Linked DNA regions of Sus scrofa: region 1 is linked to region 2. A link is a contact called in public Hi-C data. All regions are on one chromosome and are shown on one strand. The core of a region is the stretch at or near the end of the contact, and the rest is flanking DNA. Distances in the headings are between cores, read along the strand shown.

Region 1 (4,569 bases), core at 1,132-3,631, 340 kb after region 2:
GTTTTAATCGGATGACTTTATCTCTAAAGATGGTTTTACCTTTTTCCTTGACCCTGGACTGTAATTGGTTCACCCAATAGATGAGGATAGGATATACAATTTTTTTCTTTTTTTTATTTCTTTTTTTTCTTTTTTTTTTTTTTTTTTTTTTTTTGCTTTTCAGGGCTGCACCTGTGGCATATGGAAGTTCCCAGGCTAGGGGTCGAATTGGAGCTACAGCTGCTGGCCTACGCCACAGTCGCAGCCACAGAAACATGGGATCTGAGCCACATCTGGGACCTATACCAAAGCTCACAACAAAACCGGATTCTTAACCTATTGATCAAGGCCAGGGGTGGAACCTGACTCCTCATGGATCCTAGTCAGGTTCATTAACCCCTGAGCGATGAAGGGAACTCCCATAATTTTTAAAAGCACTTGACACCTCTCCCTTTAGTAGATTTCAGGTTCTATTTTTTTTCTTTAGCGTTTGCAACTGTGGCATATGGAAGTTCCTGGGCCAGGGATTGAATCCCAGCTACAGCAGCAACAATGCCAAATCCTTTAACCCACTGTGGCCAGGCTGGGGATTGTATCCACACCTCAGCAGTGACCCAAGCCACTGCAGTCAGATTCTTAACCCACTGTGCCATGGAGGGAACTCCTTGGGTTCCATTTTTGATCTAAATGTTTTTGAAATTAGATGAGCCATTTCCCTATTTTTGGCAAAAAAGAAGTTGTAAAATAAATAACTTTTGCAAAGATGTTTACAAGTCAAGTATCCTAATAACTTTCTGAAGTTGCAAACCTGATTTTATGATTAGTTTTTTTTTTCCTTCTCCAAGTGAAAGTCTATTTGTACTTCTCCTTATTCTGTTCTCATTGAAATATTCTTCTCTGGGCATAGTCTTATATTTTCAGAAAAACTTAAGGAAGCCAGCGTTCAAGTTTGCTCTTAATTTCTCCAACTATAGAAAAACTTGCTGTGAAGTAGATACTATTTTCAGTGTGGTTCTCCCCCTGTCTGCTGGGTAATAGGGCCATCAGTCATGTACATGTTGTCGTAAGAGGAGACAAAGGTGATTGTTTAACTCTGGAAAAGAAGCTCCTTCCTACAGAAAGGATCTCAAATGGCCCTACAGCAAAGTCAACACTCACACAGGTTTCCTGTGGGCCATTTCCCCTCTGCTGCTCTGGACCCAAAGCCAAAGGGAGGAAGAGACCTTTTCCTCTGGCAAAATCTCAAATCTGTAACTCAAGCTGATCTCACAGTGATCAAGTGGATTACCATATTCCAAAAAGTTATACGATCTAGGCTATTGTAAACTTGAACCATTTTATGAATTTGCTTTTAAGAAATTTAGTGAGATTTGTTTTGGAGACTAAGAAAAAAAGAAAGTCAAAATGGAAACATTTAAATAAGCTATCACACTATAAACTTTAGAAAACTATATATATATATATATACCTGAAAGAATTAAATTATTGATCACAGTATCTTAACTATCAGATCTTAAAGTATTTTATGGCATGTTTCATCCTTTGGGGACATACTTTGAAATGACCAAAAATCTTATTTTTCTCTTTATTTTTACTTTTAAAATAATTAATTAAAAATGTCTCTTTTAACTTAAGAAACAGATTACCTAATAGGTATTTAAAATCTTTGAATACTTTTCCTACAACCTACCTCCACAGGAAAATGAAAGTACAGTAGGACAGCACCAATTGTTATAGAAAAATGAATGTTGTAATGTTATTAATCTCAGCATTTCATGTATCAACAGCATACAGTGTGTATATGAGAAGTGACAAGAACACTTTTTTTTTTAACCAGTTATGTGGTTAGGGGGTGATTTTTTTTTTTTTTTAAAGAATTGTGATACAATTACACTACATTTTAAAATGTCCACATGAAAAAAAGTTGATGAATTTTCAGGCAAAAATTGAATAAAATCTCTGGCCCCAAAACCTACAGGGCAGTTCAGGGAGTTTCCCAAGCTTATTCATTTGGTTAAGGGGGAGCAGTGTGTTACGATCAAGTTGATACACACATTGTTCTCACAGTTCCAGCAAGGACAGTGGTGGGAGCGTATGCCCGTTACCTGGCTCCTGCCAGGCCCGCACCCAGTCCTGACACGAGAGCTAAGCCAGGCCCCTCTGAAGCTGGGGTGTCGCCTCCCGCAGCATGTACCCCACAGGCAGGGGCAGGTTTTCCACTGTCTTACCTGCGTAGTGGTCAAACACGGTGGGCACGTACTCCTCTGGGAAGGCGTCATTGGCGTAGCTCATCAGCAGACAGGTCTTCCCCACGGCGCCATCCCCCACCACCACACACTTGAGCATCTTCTTCTCCTCGTGGCCGCAGCCGCAGCTCCTATCCTTTCCCTCCTGGCAGTTCATTCTCGCCGCTCCAGCTGCCGAGGCTGCTGCCGCCGGGGCTTCTCCTGCTTCCCCTCAAGCCCTTGAAGCCAGCGGCAGGCTGAGGATCACTCTGTCTTACTTTGGGTACCTGGGGTCGTGTCCCAGGCGTCTGGCACATGCCCTCTCCCTCACCATACTGGTCAAGAAAGGTAACACACACGGGGGAGAATGATTAAAAGCATCTGTCTGCTTTCCCCATCAGTTAGAACTAAGAAACCCTCATTTTCACCGAATTCTAGTGGCTTCCTGGCCGTCTAGAAATTTCAACCGCCTGAGGGTTTCCACTCTGGTCTCCTGTTCTCCAAGCTTGGCTGAAGACACAGTGGAATTTTGCTAAATCTTCCCCATTTCCCAATTCACATCTAACATGGAGGAAAGCCGGGCTTTTTAATGGAGTTTTCCCTTGCTTCCTCCAGCTTGCCGAGTGTCAGGAAATCATGGGTTTCCTGCTGCATTCCATATTAGGATCAGTGGGCTGGAGAAGGCTGCAACAATGGGAGCTCTGTGTGTGTGTGTGTGTGTTTGTACTTGTGGGGCAGGCTGCCAGGACCTGGAGTGGGAAAACACTAGGGGTCCCACTGCCGACTCAAGCTGTCAGACTTCCTGTTTCATCTCTGGCCGGGGAGGCTGTTTGCCTGTAGCTGGCTGGGAAGAAGCTGACGAGAGGATGGAAACTGGAGAGAACTGTCTGCCTTAGAAACAGAGGGGATGGTTTAAATGAGTGGAGAACACCACACCAGCCCTGGTAGGATAACATCTGACGTCATCCCTCACTGAGTCACGACCTGTTAGAAGCCTGCAAATTAAAAATGGACAGTTCTTCACACACTTAAATGAGAAACTTTAGGCAGTTTGTCCTGGCAATGAAGAGGAAAACCTTCCAGAGATTCATTGTTTCCAAGGGAAACATTCTTGTAGATCATAGGTATAAGCTGTGCAATCAGGTTTATAAGCTGCCACATTGGAGCACAGTGCTCAAATGTGTATTCCAGACACAGACATTTTTATGGCTGTAGCACATAAGAAATCAACCAGATGTGGGATGTTTGCATCTTCTTATTAGTGAATAAACACACATGCACTTGGCTCATATTCATTCTTGGAGATGAGAGTATGTGGGATGGCTCTATTGGTTTGATTCTGGCCCCCAAACGCTGCTTTTGTTTGAACAGTCCTATTTTTGATTTAGTCTTCTCTCCACTTGGTCAGCCTGGCCCTCTTCAGTTACAAAGGAGCCATGGCAGCTCATTTATTTGTCTATTGGGTCACTCAAAACGAAGCCCTCTTGAAGCTCTGTGTTTGATTAATGTACTTGGTTTTAGAAAAGAAGTGGCACTCTGCAAGTGATTTTGACAAATGGGTCAAGTACTTTTTGATGGGGGAGCTGTGTGTTTCTTTGAAATTTTGAGCATGGAGTTTTATGAATTCAAATTATCCAGTCGATGTGAGGAGGGGTTTTTTTGGGGGGGGCATAAGTCTGTATTAATATTGATATATATCCATATCCATATGCCACTGTGTAATAGATGTGGCCTCACATTTCTACTGTGTTGGCATATAGTAACTTTTGCCATAGTGTTAAGTATCCCAATATTTCTATCCTATAGAGGGATGGTGTTTAGGTCAGGTTGTGTAACTATAAGACTATGTTGCTGTAACAACTCTCCATGCTCAAGTTAAAATAACATGCTCAATGACATATCACCTCAGACCTGTCAGAATGGCTATCATCAAAAAGTCTACAAGTAACAAATGCTGGAAAAGGTGTGGAGAAAAGGGAACCCTTGTATAGTGTTAGTGAGAATGTAAATTAGTACAGGCATTATGGAGAACATATGGAGTTTCCTTGAAAAACTAAAAATAGTTCTATCATATTATCCAGCAATTCCACCCCTGGGTATATATCTTGAAAAAATGAAATCTCTAACTGAAAAAGATGCCTGCACTCAAGTGTTCATAGCATCACTGTTTACAATTGCCAAAATATAGACCCAAACCAAGTGTCCATCAGCAGACAGCTGGATTAAGAAGATGTGATGCATAGAACAATGGAATGTTATTCAGCTATAAAAAATGAGATTCTGCCATTTGCAGCAACATGAATGGACTTAGAGAACATTAAACTTAGTGAAATAAGCCAGACAGAGGACAATTATTGTATGTTAT
Region 2 (4,279 bases), core at 1,059-3,558:
CTTCCTTGGTTTAAATTCTGCATTTACCCTTAATCAGAAATTGAGCAATAGGTTCTGCATGGTTGGGACACTGAACTTTTCACAAAGACTGGTATGGGAAATTGAAACATGGAAATGTAAGTTTCCTAAGTTCGGAAGAAGACTGCTGTTCTAGCCAGTTTTATCAGGCCTCAGGGAGGTGAAGTTTTCAGAGCAAACACCAGCTCTGTCTATACAGTGGCCAATTATCTGTGAAGTCAGTAGTGGAAGCCTGTTTCCGTCAAAGAGCACCATCTTTTTGTTTCCCATTTTAGTTCAACACAGAATTTGAAAATTTTTTCACGGTGCCAAAAAATTTTTCCCTTCAAGATCCATTTCTGGGAGTATGCATAGAAATTTGTAACACCTGAGGGTTAAACAGCACAAACAAATACAACACATTTTTTGTTGTTGTCACTCATTTATATGGTAGTTTTATTTATACATAGTTCTATTTCCTAACTGTACAGAGAACATGATATAATGCGAAGGGGAAAGACTAGTCTACAGAATGGCAAATACAATATTAAAAGAAAAAAATGCTGGAGGGAAGATACTAACAGTGCTTATCCCTGGGTTGTAGGATTACGCGCTAATTTTTTTTTTTTCATTTACCAAGTTTTGAACATTTGGAACCCTGACACTTGCTTTTAGCATTAAGAATTTTTTTCTTCCTCCCTACCCCTCCCCCCCCCCAAAAGATGTACATTGCATGCAGTTAAATACAGCTACAGCCCAAGAATAGTCTTTGTAAACGCACCATTTAGCCTTGGGCTCACCAAGGATGCAAACGCATTTCTAAATATTTTATCACCTGTTCTAGCTAGAGTTAAGTGAAGTCTCCGTAAACTCTTTCGGATCCAACTTGCCAACTAGAAGCGGCCGAGCTCCTGCAGTTTGGAGCTGGAGTCCCTAAACTCTGTGCAGCCGTGGGCGAAGCGGCGGATCTCCATAAACGCCTGCAGGTCGTAGCATCAGCTTTCCCACCAGCATAAGCTGCACGTTGCTGGCCCCGAGCAAGGCTCGCAGGAGTTCCAAGGAGCTGGTACTCAAAGTAGAAGTTTAGGGAAAGGAGACCAGGCAAGAAGGAATTCGAAGCGACAACCCCAGAGTGCTGGGAGGTCGGATTTCGGTGCCAGGCCCGACGAGGTTCCTTGCAGAGCGACGGTGGGGGCATCAGGCCGTGCCGAGGGCCCAATGCACAAGCGGCAGCGCATGGGCGGGCGGAGCTTTCTTTTCCTCTGCGCGGCGCCGGTGCCCGTCCTGCGCGGTACTCGAGCCCAAAGGCTAGCCTCATTGCTGAAAGGGGCGAAATCATGGGCCAGGGGCGTCCCCATCCTCAGCCGACTCTTGCCCCTGGATCCTCGGGTTGACGATCGTCGCCTGGAGGCTCCGCGTTACGCGGAAGCCCACCGAATGGATCTGCCCGCCGCACACGTCCGGGCTCAACAAGCTGATCCCGGGCCTGGAGGATCAGCTAACTCAGTCCTAAACGCCTGGCGGAAGCGGCAGCGGCACGGCCGCAGGGTCTCGGCTGCATCCGGGTCCCTCTCGCCTTGGCCAATCTTCGGCCTCTTCTCTTCCCACTCCCGTGTCTCCGCCCCCCAGCCGCCAATCCCTGCTCGCCTCTCAGCCCAACGTGCTGACAGGTGAGTGAAGGCGGGAGTCGACCAATGAGGCTTCGCTTCCCGTTTGAAGCATCCAGTGACCGGGCGCCGGGGGCGGGCTCTGCGGGCCAGAAGGTTCGGCTGCGCGTGTGCCATGGACTCGGCCGCCCGGTGATATTGACAATAGGAGAGAGAAAGGGGCATTGACTGGGACCCTCCGCGGGCGGCGAACGGCGGCTCTGGCAGCGGCGGCTGCAGCTCCAGCGGCTCCTCCTCCTTTTCCTTCCTCCTCCTCCTGCGGCCGCTGCGGATCCCGTCTTCCTCCCTCCCTGCCCCCTCCGCTTGTCGTCGCCGCCGCCAGGTCCGGGGCAACGAGCAGAGGCGCCGCCCGCCGGGAATGTGAACGCGGAGCCGCCGGCGGAGTCGAAACGGGGTCGGTGCCGATTTGATGGGACGGGTCCGCGGGGGAGGGTCGTGAGGCCGCCGCCGCCGCCGCCGCCGCCGCCGGAGCGCAGAGGTTCAGGTCCGGCCGTGAGGCCTAGAGGCGCCGCCGCCGCCGCGGAACCGGAGGGACGCTGCCCCGGAGCCGTCGCCCGGGCTCCCCGCGCCGTCCGGACCGCCCCCCGCTGCTCCGGCCCCGCCGGCCGCCCCCGCTTCGGCCTCTTCCCCGTCTCCTGCCCCTCGGAAACCACAGGTCATCTTCGGATTCTTCTCCAGAAGCTTCAAGGTAACTTGGTCTCTCCTGCACCGCAGCTCTCTGCTGCTTTCAGCCTCCCTTCCTCCTCCTGGTCCTCCGGGGACCTGCAGGCACCGGCCTCGGGAAGGCCTGGCCCGACCGGCGAGGGTGCGGTGTGTGAGGTGCGGGAGCGGGAGCGGGAGCGCCGGCCCCACTTGTCTGATTTACCTGCAGACGCTGCTGGTGATGCCTCTCTTGCCCCTGCCCCCTTTTCTCCACCTTCAGTCATTGGAGGCGCATTCCTGTCCCCTTCATCTGTTGACGGTGGCGGGGGGAAAAAGGGGATTGTTGAAGTGAGAAGGATTCTTTAGCAGCTTATCTTCTCCAAGGTTTGTTTGGGATGACGGGGAGGTGGGAGCAAAGGGAGTGAGCATCCCTACCGACCAGCCCTTTCGCTGTCTTTCTCCTCTACCCCAGTGGCCCCTTTGGATTATCCTGAGTCTTGGAAATGCCCCGTGTCCGGTGATTAGAGGATGATAAAGCTTCGGGGTCCAGAGCAAAACCTGTTTCCCCGGGCTTTGCGCGGACCCGCTGCTACTGCACGTTCAGTTCTGCAGAGCTGTAGGGTTGAGTCTGGGGCCTCGGTCATAAGGGGCAAATGGTTTAAAGATTTTTTTTTTTTTTTTTTTGCTACTGGTAAATCATCTTTAGAGATGGGAGATGAATAAAGAAGAGACAAAAAGAGTGATGGAGGAACAGGATTTACAGAAATCTTGTGTTGTGAGGGTTAAATGAAATTTAAATAATCACATAACAGATTGGAAAAGCAGCCCCTAAATTTACAACATACAAATGTGATGTGGAGCTTCTTGATGATGCAGTCATTATGAAAATTTTAAAGTGATCTCACTTCTTTTATAGTCATTCATGGTTTGCAATTCCGTTTTATGTGTTACATTTTATTTAAGGGTAAATTAGGTAGATTGCTAAAAAAACTTTTTTTAAAAAAGAGAACCAAACAAGATTTCAGAATTCCAAACCTCAACATCACATGGTTTTGTTTGTTTTTTGTGTATGTTTTTGTTATTTTTACTTTGTCAGAATCCAGCTAATCCAGGTAACTTACTCTCATACATTCAGGAAGAAATCCCCTTATTTAGAGGTTAAAAAACACTTTATCTTATGAATTGGAATGACAGGTGAGTAATTGCATTTTAGCATTTCCCCCATATGCATTATTTCTATTAAAGTCTGCCATTAATCTTGCTGGGAGCCTCAATGCCATGGAAATGATGGCATCTGTTTAAATTGGTGAATGAAGCTGAGCTTAATGCTTGTTACTTTTAGGAAATAGCCTTCATGTTAATAATTTGAGAAGGTTAAAAAAAATCCAGAAGAACTGTTCAGTTCCATTAGTTTGATGGAATGAAAATTAATATTTGATGATGAACTTCAAGGGAACTCAACTTGGTTGTCTAAGTAGACTGTGGATTTATGTTTTTATTTCAACTTAGGTACATGATTTCATGAGTTTTGTTTATTAAGCTTTGTTAACTTCAGATGCCTTCATTCAAAAAGATGTTTGAAATTATTTTAATTATGCCTTTTATGTGTTCTGTTTAAGGTAATCTAGCTTGTCCTCTTGTGGTGTGGTGTAGTTATCGTAGCTAGCAGCACATGGCACTACAAATCATGCCTAGGTAATTCAGAAATTATAAATTTCACCTTGTTGTGATACATTGGTATAGATTCCTGAAGTACCATAAGGGTTTCAATTCTAGAGCCCATTCATAACATTACATTTCTTGGGAAAATGTATTGACTGAAGTATTCCAGCTGCAGAATAGCATCAGAATTACCTTAGGAATCTCACAATGTAAAGAGCTTTGCAGTTAGAAAATGACTGTGGTTTGGAAGAGTTTTTTGAGTGTAATGTGGATCTTTAATGCATAGTGTAGTGAGGGCCCCACAGTACATT

What was found. A called contact is a pair of places that touch in the nucleus more often than the background predicts.
Region 1: a contact with region 2 is called in a Hi-C map of skeletal muscle, with 5 times the contacts expected there. The contact joins the promoter of RHOJ here to the promoter of PPP2R5E in region 2. A contact is called at or near these places in 2 of 47 Hi-C or Micro-C datasets (heart right ventricle and skeletal muscle).

Annotation. Positions count from the first base shown.
Region 1 is chr1:194,841,486-194,846,054 of Sscrofa11.1, forward strand. It overlaps RHOJ (ras homolog family member J), which reads right to left and starts at 2,382. Exons shown (of 5, transcript NM_001168417.1): 1 at 2,208-2,382. The coding sequence starts at 2,382.
Region 2 is chr1:194,503,227-194,507,505 of Sscrofa11.1, forward strand. PPP2R5E (protein phosphatase 2 regulatory subunit B'epsilon) reads left to right here and starts at 2,309. Exons shown (of 14, transcript NM_001244062.1): 1 at 2,309-2,352.